2 separate regions of the Mus musculus genome follow, and region 1 is linked to region 2. The links are chromatin contacts, called in public Hi-C maps. All regions are on one chromosome and are shown on one strand. The core of a region is the stretch at or near the end of the contact, and the rest is flanking DNA. Distances in the headings are between cores, read along the strand shown.

Region 1 (3,888 bases), core at 405-2,904, 110 kb after region 2:
AACATCAGTCACATACTAATGAAAGGACTGCAAAGAAAAGCTAACAGAGGAAGGAACAAGAGCCCTCTTCCATCCACAGAAACAATGTCTGTCATAAACCATACCCAGAATCCTATTTTCACTTATATCCATTCACATCCTAGGTTTTTCTTTGAGCCCTCGACATATGTCAGATCAAGGATATAGATATTTTGTACATTGAGGCAATAGATTTATGGCATTATCAAGCCACATCTTCAAGGTCTCTGAGCTTTGTCTAGAAATTAAAAGGTATTGTGCACATCCGATGGATGTAATGAACAAACTCCAACAGAACATGCAGGAAACACATATGACCAACTTCAAATTACACCTCTCCTCTGACCTCGAAAATGCCAAGAATACCCCCTCAGAAAATGACTGGACCATGGCCAATGAGGTCTGAATTCATTACATATGTTTTGGGGGTAGGGTTTTTGTCAGAACTCCCACTAATGAATTGTTCAGCCTTCATGGAAGTACAATAATGACAATAATTCTCAGGAAGTTGTTGGTTCTTGCTGTCTTTCATTTGTTAGCCCCAAATACACCTTCTCTGCATTACTTAGATTAAGGACTTTGTGAAGGAGGCCTTTGAAAGAGAAAGAACTTGGGCAACAGTGCAGCAGGGCGTGAAATCCCAATCTGGATGGTTGGCTGTGTTGTATAAAATTCATCCAGGAATGGAGAAGCCCAGCACAGAGGTAGGGAACAGAGCAGTGGAGTTCACAGTAGCTGATGGAAAGTTTCCCAACCATATCATGACAGTTGGCCTATGCAGGGCTCCGAATGAAATCCATTATGTTGCCCACAGAGCATGGGATTCTGGCAGACTTGGAGAAAAAAATAATGTTTCTCTCTGTGAGCTTTAAAAGTTATCAAACGGCCTCCCACTGATCCTCTCACGGAGACTAAGGGCCTGCAGCTTGGGAGTGTTAGTTCCCATAGTGGACCCAACAATCAGTTATAAGAGCATTTTGAGAGGGAACTGAACACATACTAAAAGATAAAGTAAGATGCAAAGGCTACTGGAGTCTGTTTGGCAACCTGCAAAAAAGTCCAAGCACAAAATTCTGAGAATTGATACCATTTTTAAATAATGACAGATTTTTAACCATAGACCACTTACATTACCCACACTATACACCTCATGGGAGTTTCATGAGTGACAAGGCATGGATGACAGATGGTCAACTCTTGGCCAGTACTGGCAGCACAATGACTTCACATGTCGACTCTTCATGGTGGGCAGGCTGGCTGAGAGGAGCTACTTTGAGGAGAACATGTTCATGTGGACAGAAAGGTACCCTCCACTTGTATTCAATTTCTGCTGAAATGTCAGGATGGGATAGACTTAGTGGGTGCATGGCTTTTCTGAAACTACAGCTCAGAATTTAAAATTCAGGAAGAGAGTCTACTGCTCCTAAAGGGAAGCTTTATTTTGACACAAAAAAGCAGCTCACTAGTGTGCCTCCTTGGGTATTCATCCAAGCCAAAAGAATGCTCAGCTAGCGGAGGAACCAGACTCAGATATAGGGATGAGACTACAGTTGATTTAGCCTTAATGTGTGTGAATAGGATGCTGTCTCACAGGAGACAGCGAAACTACAACAGATGGCTCTTTCTGATAAGATCTCCATGAAAAAAAGACAGCCTATGACCATGATTCCCAGAGCTGTATCATTCCCAGCATTGGATCATCTCTAGCATGGTATTAGTCACTTTTATGTTGCTGTGATAAAAATCGTAAAACAAAAAGTAATTTGTAGAACAAAGAGTTCATTTGGTATATGGGTCCATTGTAGTTGGAATGGCTTGACAACAGGTCACAAGAAACTAGCCAATCACATTGTATTCACATACAGGGTACAGAGAGAGTAAACAGGAAGTGGGGTGAGGATATCACTCTTCAAAGATTGCTCACAGTAGCATTCTTCCTGACAAAAGCTAGATCTCCTGAAGGTTTTGTGATGTGTCCAAATAGCACCACCAACTGGCCACCGAGTGGTCAAATACATGAACCAATGAAGACATATCTCATTAAAACCACAACAGCTCACTCAAATATTTAGTAGGCACAAAGTCCATTGGCAGGTATGAACAAGACAGGAGGCTTCAGACGTAGACTCATCCCAAGTCAAAAATCCTTTAGTTACACTTACATAGTATTTGAAGCAACTTATTTTCAGCTAACAAAGAAAACATTTTGTAATTACATCAATTAACTAAGATAACGTTCTATTGTTCTGTAATTGTATCAATACAGTTAACTTAATGGTTTTATGAAAGATTATTTGGGAGGCTCAAACTGTTGAATTAAGTGACTATAATTCCATTGAAATACTGATTTAAAATTAGGAATAAGGGTCAGTAAGTCAGCCTGATGACCTAAGTATGACAGTGGAGCCCACATGTTGGAGGAAGAAAACCAACCCCGACATGTTGTCTTCTGACTTCTACATGTATGCTATGGAATGCAAGTGCCTACCCCCTAACACAATACATACAAACATACACACATACACACAGTAACACAAAGTAATACAATCATACTTAAAATGTATTAGATAATAAATATTAATCACCAGGACTAACAAGATGACTTGGTAGGTAAAGGCACCTCCTACCAAACCTGATGACCTGAATTTAATACCAGAGAGAGAACCAACTCTCTCCCAAAAGCTGAAATCTGTCCTCTACATATATATGGACCATGGCATGCATTTCTGCAGGGATACATATATATATAGCAGTTGGATGAATGAATGAATGAATAAAACAGTAAAGAAAGTATTTTTAAAACATTACATATCAATGAGAAAACAGACTGTCTAGTTATTATTTAAAACTCTTGACCTCTGACTTTTCTACTATGATGGCATCTATTCACTAAAACCAAATCATAACAACAAAGTTGGCATGAGGGGCTGGGGACAAACACTGTGGAAAAAGCCAAGTTGGAGTTCTTAGAAAGCGAGGCATCTCATGGGAGCAACAGATAAGTTGCCTTATCTTTCTAGTTCAGTGACATCACTCCTAAGACACCACCAGCATCAGTGTCACCCAACAGCCAATAAACTTGGGAAAGGAAACTACACTAGCCCCCGGGGTGTTGGGGGGAAGGACAAAGAAGTGAGGACTGAAACAGGGTCAAAGACGTCAAATAAATATTGCCTCCTATGAATATTCCTGCACTCTGGACAGAGTGTGCTCGGTATATTTAGAAGATTTCAGCAAAGCAACCTTGATGGCAAACCACAGACTCTTTTTGAAGACTGAGCCACCTAGAGAACAATGTGAGAGGAAGCCTGTACAGTGGACACTGCATGCTTGTGCCTGCACTTCCACGTTTCTGATGCATGGCACAACTGTTTGTGGTTGTTTTCAGTTCTGTCCCACTTGGGAATGCTCCACATTTGAGTCCAGGAGCAAAGTGTCTGGGGATGGGGAGTGGAGAAGAGGACTCTGCCAGGCATATATATCCACAACTGAGTTTGTATTGTCTCTCTCAGATGGTAATTAAGCTCTGAGTTCTATCCCCAGTAACACATTGAAATAAGAGACATTAAAGGCCAGCTAGGGAGTCACAGGTTTGGGTCATCGCTTTCAGTTAGGTGGCTTTGGTTTGTGTTTCTTGGCTGAAGCAGTGCTTGTTGAAAGGTACCCTCCCTAGGATGACGGGGTGTGATTTTTGATCTCCACCATGTGAGTGGTGAAGAAGACCATTCTCTGGCATGTCAAAAAAGAAAATCACTAGCTCAACAAATTTTTGTAATGACTCCATAACTCACAGAGGTCCCTCAGCCTGCAGTGATCTACAGGCAAAGACCTACTTGGCAGGTATCAAAAACTCAGAACAAAGAAATGCAA
Region 2 (4,130 bases), core at 293-2,792:
CTCAAGCAGGCATCGGCAGAAACTTAACAAAGGGCTGTTTGTAAAGGTGAAGAATACTGCCAGGCTTCCCCCCCAAGGAACAGTGCAGTTTCTGGGAGTGTGTGCTAGGAATAATGGGGACACCCCTTTATCGGGACGAGGGGAGGAAAGGGCAGTTGTAAGAGCAGAGGCTGGGCGCTCATGGCTCTTAGTAACGATTTCCCACAGGAAGACATCGCTGACAAAGATGCCAATGACAGTCAGAATGCCCCACAGACGAATGCTCAGCCATGGCAATTTTCATGAGATTTCATGCCATCAAAAACAATGCACAAATCCATAAATAAAACTCAAAAACAAACATGATAACAATTCCAAGTCTTAAATCTGAATGGCGAGTATGCACGTGCTCTTTTTGAGTTCTTGTCCCTATGACTGAATGTTTGACCATCAAGGAAGCTTTCCCTAGAGCCTCCTCTATAGAAAACACTGCATAAATAAAAGCGCTTGGTAGCATAGACCTGTGGTGAAAATTGATGCTGCCAAACTAAAACCAAATTATTTAAAACAATAATAAGTCGTAAGTCCTGTGTTTAAATTCCTAAGACACTTGCGCTGAAAATGCTGTCAGAACACAGGTTTCATAGTACAGGTTAAACGTGTCCCTGACTATTGGTGTGTTTAATGATCTTCATGGCAAGGTACACGCAGAGGCAGCTATTTCCTTTCTTGGAGAGCTGATTCTTCTGATGCATGCAATTAAGAACAGCAAACGCTGTTCAGATTTCTGTTGTACAAGGCATTTTTCAACATTTTTGCAAGATGTTCTTATCCTAAATTATATACGGCTCTTGCAAAACCAAAGTGGGAGACTAAGACGTAAATATGAAATAAATAAACGTTAAGCAATACTTCCTCTCATTCCGCCCTTGATTGTCTTGGTAAATTATAGTCTTTCAATCCCGTAAGAATGATACTTAAATGTTAATTTGCTTTTGACTAGGATGGTTTCTGGGTTTTTTATTTTTATTTTTATTATTATTATTAATTTTTTAAACTGAATCACTGTTGCTTGCTTGCGAGATGCTGACTTCTGGCTAGCCCTCGCTGTAATCTACGTTGCCTAACAACAAAAGTAAGCACGGTATCCTCTTTGAACCTTGGCGGTGTCTACTATAAACCTGATTGCTGAAGTTGTTTTGTTTTCTTTCTCTTTTCAACAACTTAAAGACAACTTTGTGAATGATAATGCCGAATGAGGGTTGGAAACGTCTTGAAGAAAAAGCTAGAGCTGCTCTTACAAGGAAATAGCTATTATTTGGTAAAATGCCGATGCTGTCTCTTGTTCCCAGTGACTCTAAGATAAAAGCCATTAAGCAGGGAATATAGTTTATAAGCAAACATTTCAATAGCATCAGCATGTTGTCTTTGACCGGGAACACATCTATAAATAAATCTGTGGTCAAAAGAACACTACTGATTAACATCTGATTAGCATATCTGAAAGCTGTCTTGGAGACTGCTTTGTTTGTTTATTAGGAGTGACCTGCTTATTTCCAGAGTGCCCAGGAATGAGGACAATGGGAATGATCACGGAGCACTGGACTTGGGCCAGGCTTCATGATGAGCCTGACACACAACCGACTCCCCGTTGTGGCCAAACATTCATAATTTCACAAACGTGGTTTAGACACCTCCCAAATAGATGCCTGAAAATACAGCCAACAGTTGGAGCTTTGGGGCCCAGGGACAAAACCTTCCCCTTGTTTAAAGACCCCCTGAAACGTGGCTTCCTCCATAAAACCTTCCCTAACTAAGTGGAAATGGGAACCAGATGTCCCGAAACTCCACTACAAAGATAATCATATTTACTCTACAACCAAAGATACCATCTAGGCCCAAATCTGTGCAAACTGTTAATACAGCTAAGTCTCTGAACACGATGGCTGGAAGAGACACGGGAAATTGTGTATAGCCTGTGAACTCTGAGAGCAGAAGGAACAGGAAAAAGTCTCCTTTTTCTCCAAGCTTTTAACAGGGAGCCTAATACACAAGAAGTGCTCAGTAAATGGTCCTTGAATGAATTTATTCCAACATCATCCTTTTGTTTATTTTGTATAGGAGGCTCAGAGAGGAAAGGAATCATGTGGAGTTAGTAGCAGAACTAAGACAAGACGCCTGTGTGCATCGTGCCTCCATCCGTGTAGTTAGCCTGACAATAAGGGCTGTGAGGAGCTGGTACCTACATGCTGTTGGGACTAGAAGCAAGTAGTGCATGATCTCCAGCCTAGGCCACAGTGATAAAGAAAACAACTCCCCTTTTAAAACCAGCTCGGTTGAACACTGTGACTTCAAACAAACAGACCTTGAGTCAACATCCAAACTCAATTTCAGCCTCTTGAATCAGGGTTGCTTATTCATTCTTCCACTCCTGCCTCTCTCCCTCCCTCTCTCCATCAGCTTATTCCCCTACCTTCATCTATCCATGCATACCCACTGCAATGCTTTGTACGGATGTGGCCTTAAATCAAACCCAGGCACACACCTTGTAAATTATCTGTGCCCATTCAACATATGATGAAAACAGAGCTAAAATAATCAGAAGGCAGCAGAGCAGAGGTTTGAGACTTAGCCTACATGTTTCTAGAGATCAAGTACAAATTATTCTGCCCCTAGAAACCCTTTTGAGTGGTGTAAAATGTCATATTTTACCTTCAGGAGATTAGAACAGAGCAAAAGAGACAACCAATAAATCATCCTTAAAATAGAAATAGCCCATAAGAGTTCTTGAATGATTAAGCAGAATTATCGAGGAAGTGCATAGGATAGTGTTTTGTGCCTCTGCCATATTTGGCTAACCCCACAAGACTCATTCCAGTTAAGTGAGAAACTTGTAAGTCCCGTTTTCATTACTCTAGTGAATTCGAACTGAGTCTCTCCATTCGAGGCTCTCCATTTTAAAAAGGAAGAGTAGCATCATGGATCTCCGAGCTAACTGTGGTTCAGGAATCAAACAGAGTAGTAAGCAATGATCAATGCTTGTTACGGGAGCTTGGGGTGATGGAAGGCCGCAATAGGGAAATAGTTGCTACGGAGAAAGGGAGCCGGGATGGAAGGATAGCTGCTTCAGTGATGCCCAGCCTGAAAATCATCTAATGCATCTTAGGCCTGGGCAAGCAGGAGTGTGTGTAATCCAAGTGAGTCAGCAAGTGGGTCAAGTCTTTGAGTCATTTCTGGAAAAAGAAAATCCATAGCATGGCATTAGTCCTTGCCTAACATTTTTCCCTCATGAAACTTGGTTGAGTTTTTTTCCAAATCCTCTGAGTTCATTGGGATGGGGTAAACATCTAGCTTTTGTTTTTGCACTTCACAGTGTAGCTTTAGGGAATTATATGACTTCCTGGTTTCCCCAAAGCATTTCAGAGGAACCTTTTGCCATGGTGTCTCATCCACAGCCATCTTTTTCCTCTCAAGGGACTGTGCTACATAATCAGTTATCTAGGGGCCCAGGAAGGAAAGAAAAGAACCAGGAAAATGACGGAACAGATGAAGTTTGACCAGATTCCACTGACAGATTTGTAATAAAATTTGTAATAAAACATAATGAATTCTGTCAATGAAATTTAGATTTATTTTATAGCAAAAAAAAAAAAAATTCCAAAAGAAGTAAAGGTAAGACTTCCTATGAGGGATGAGTTGGTGATTTCTCTGGAATCACTGGGTCCTTTATTAGGTTTATCTGTCTTTTAAAAAGTGCTCTTCTATGAGGACCAATAAAAGCAGATTAAAATAATTGGTAGTAAATATATACTGATTTGATGTAAACTTTCAAGTATGGTTTTCAATCCAATCACTGGGTTGTACTGATTTTTACTTGATTCTATATAAGAATGGTCTTTGCATATTCTCTCTCTAATGCAGTCAGAAAAAATTACACTCCTTACACACACACCCATATATATTATATATAATATTATAATCATTTCATTAAGACAGTCCATACAGTGGTATTTTTAATGGCACATCTTCTATGACTTGACCAATCAAAAAGTGTAGACTAATAAACTTTTTCAGAAAATACAACTAGCATATTATGTGGTGGGTATAGGAGTTCAAAGTCTATCAGCACACAGGAGGAACTTCAAACAGTA

Evidence for each region. A called contact is a pair of places that touch in the nucleus more often than the background predicts.
Region 1: a Hi-C map of cerebellum shows a contact between it and region 2, with 1.6 times the contacts expected there. The contact joins two enhancer-like sites. A contact is called at or near these places in 8 of 484 Hi-C or Micro-C datasets (cerebellar granule neurons, cerebellum, myocytes and 3 more).

Annotation. Positions count from the first base shown.
Region 1 is chr14:29,221,982-29,225,869 of GRCm38.p6, forward strand. The region is part of intron 11 of Cacna2d3 (calcium channel, voltage-dependent, alpha2/delta subunit 3); the gene reads right to left. Among named protein-coding and RNA genes, the nearest start is that of Lrtm1, 210 kb to the left of the region's middle. Within about 2 kb of position 1,655, at least 6 of the 459 cell types and tissues checked have an H3K27ac peak or open chromatin away from gene starts, as enhancers often do. A contact at or near this core is called in cerebellum and uterus, where this site is marked.
Region 2 is chr14:29,112,494-29,116,623 of GRCm38.p6, forward strand. The region is part of intron 14 of Cacna2d3 (calcium channel, voltage-dependent, alpha2/delta subunit 3); the gene reads right to left. Among named protein-coding and RNA genes, the nearest start is that of Lrtm1, 96 kb to the left of the region's middle. Within about 2 kb of position 1,543, at least 14 of the 459 cell types and tissues checked have an H3K27ac peak or open chromatin away from gene starts, as enhancers often do. A contact at or near this core is called in cerebellum and uterus, where this site is marked.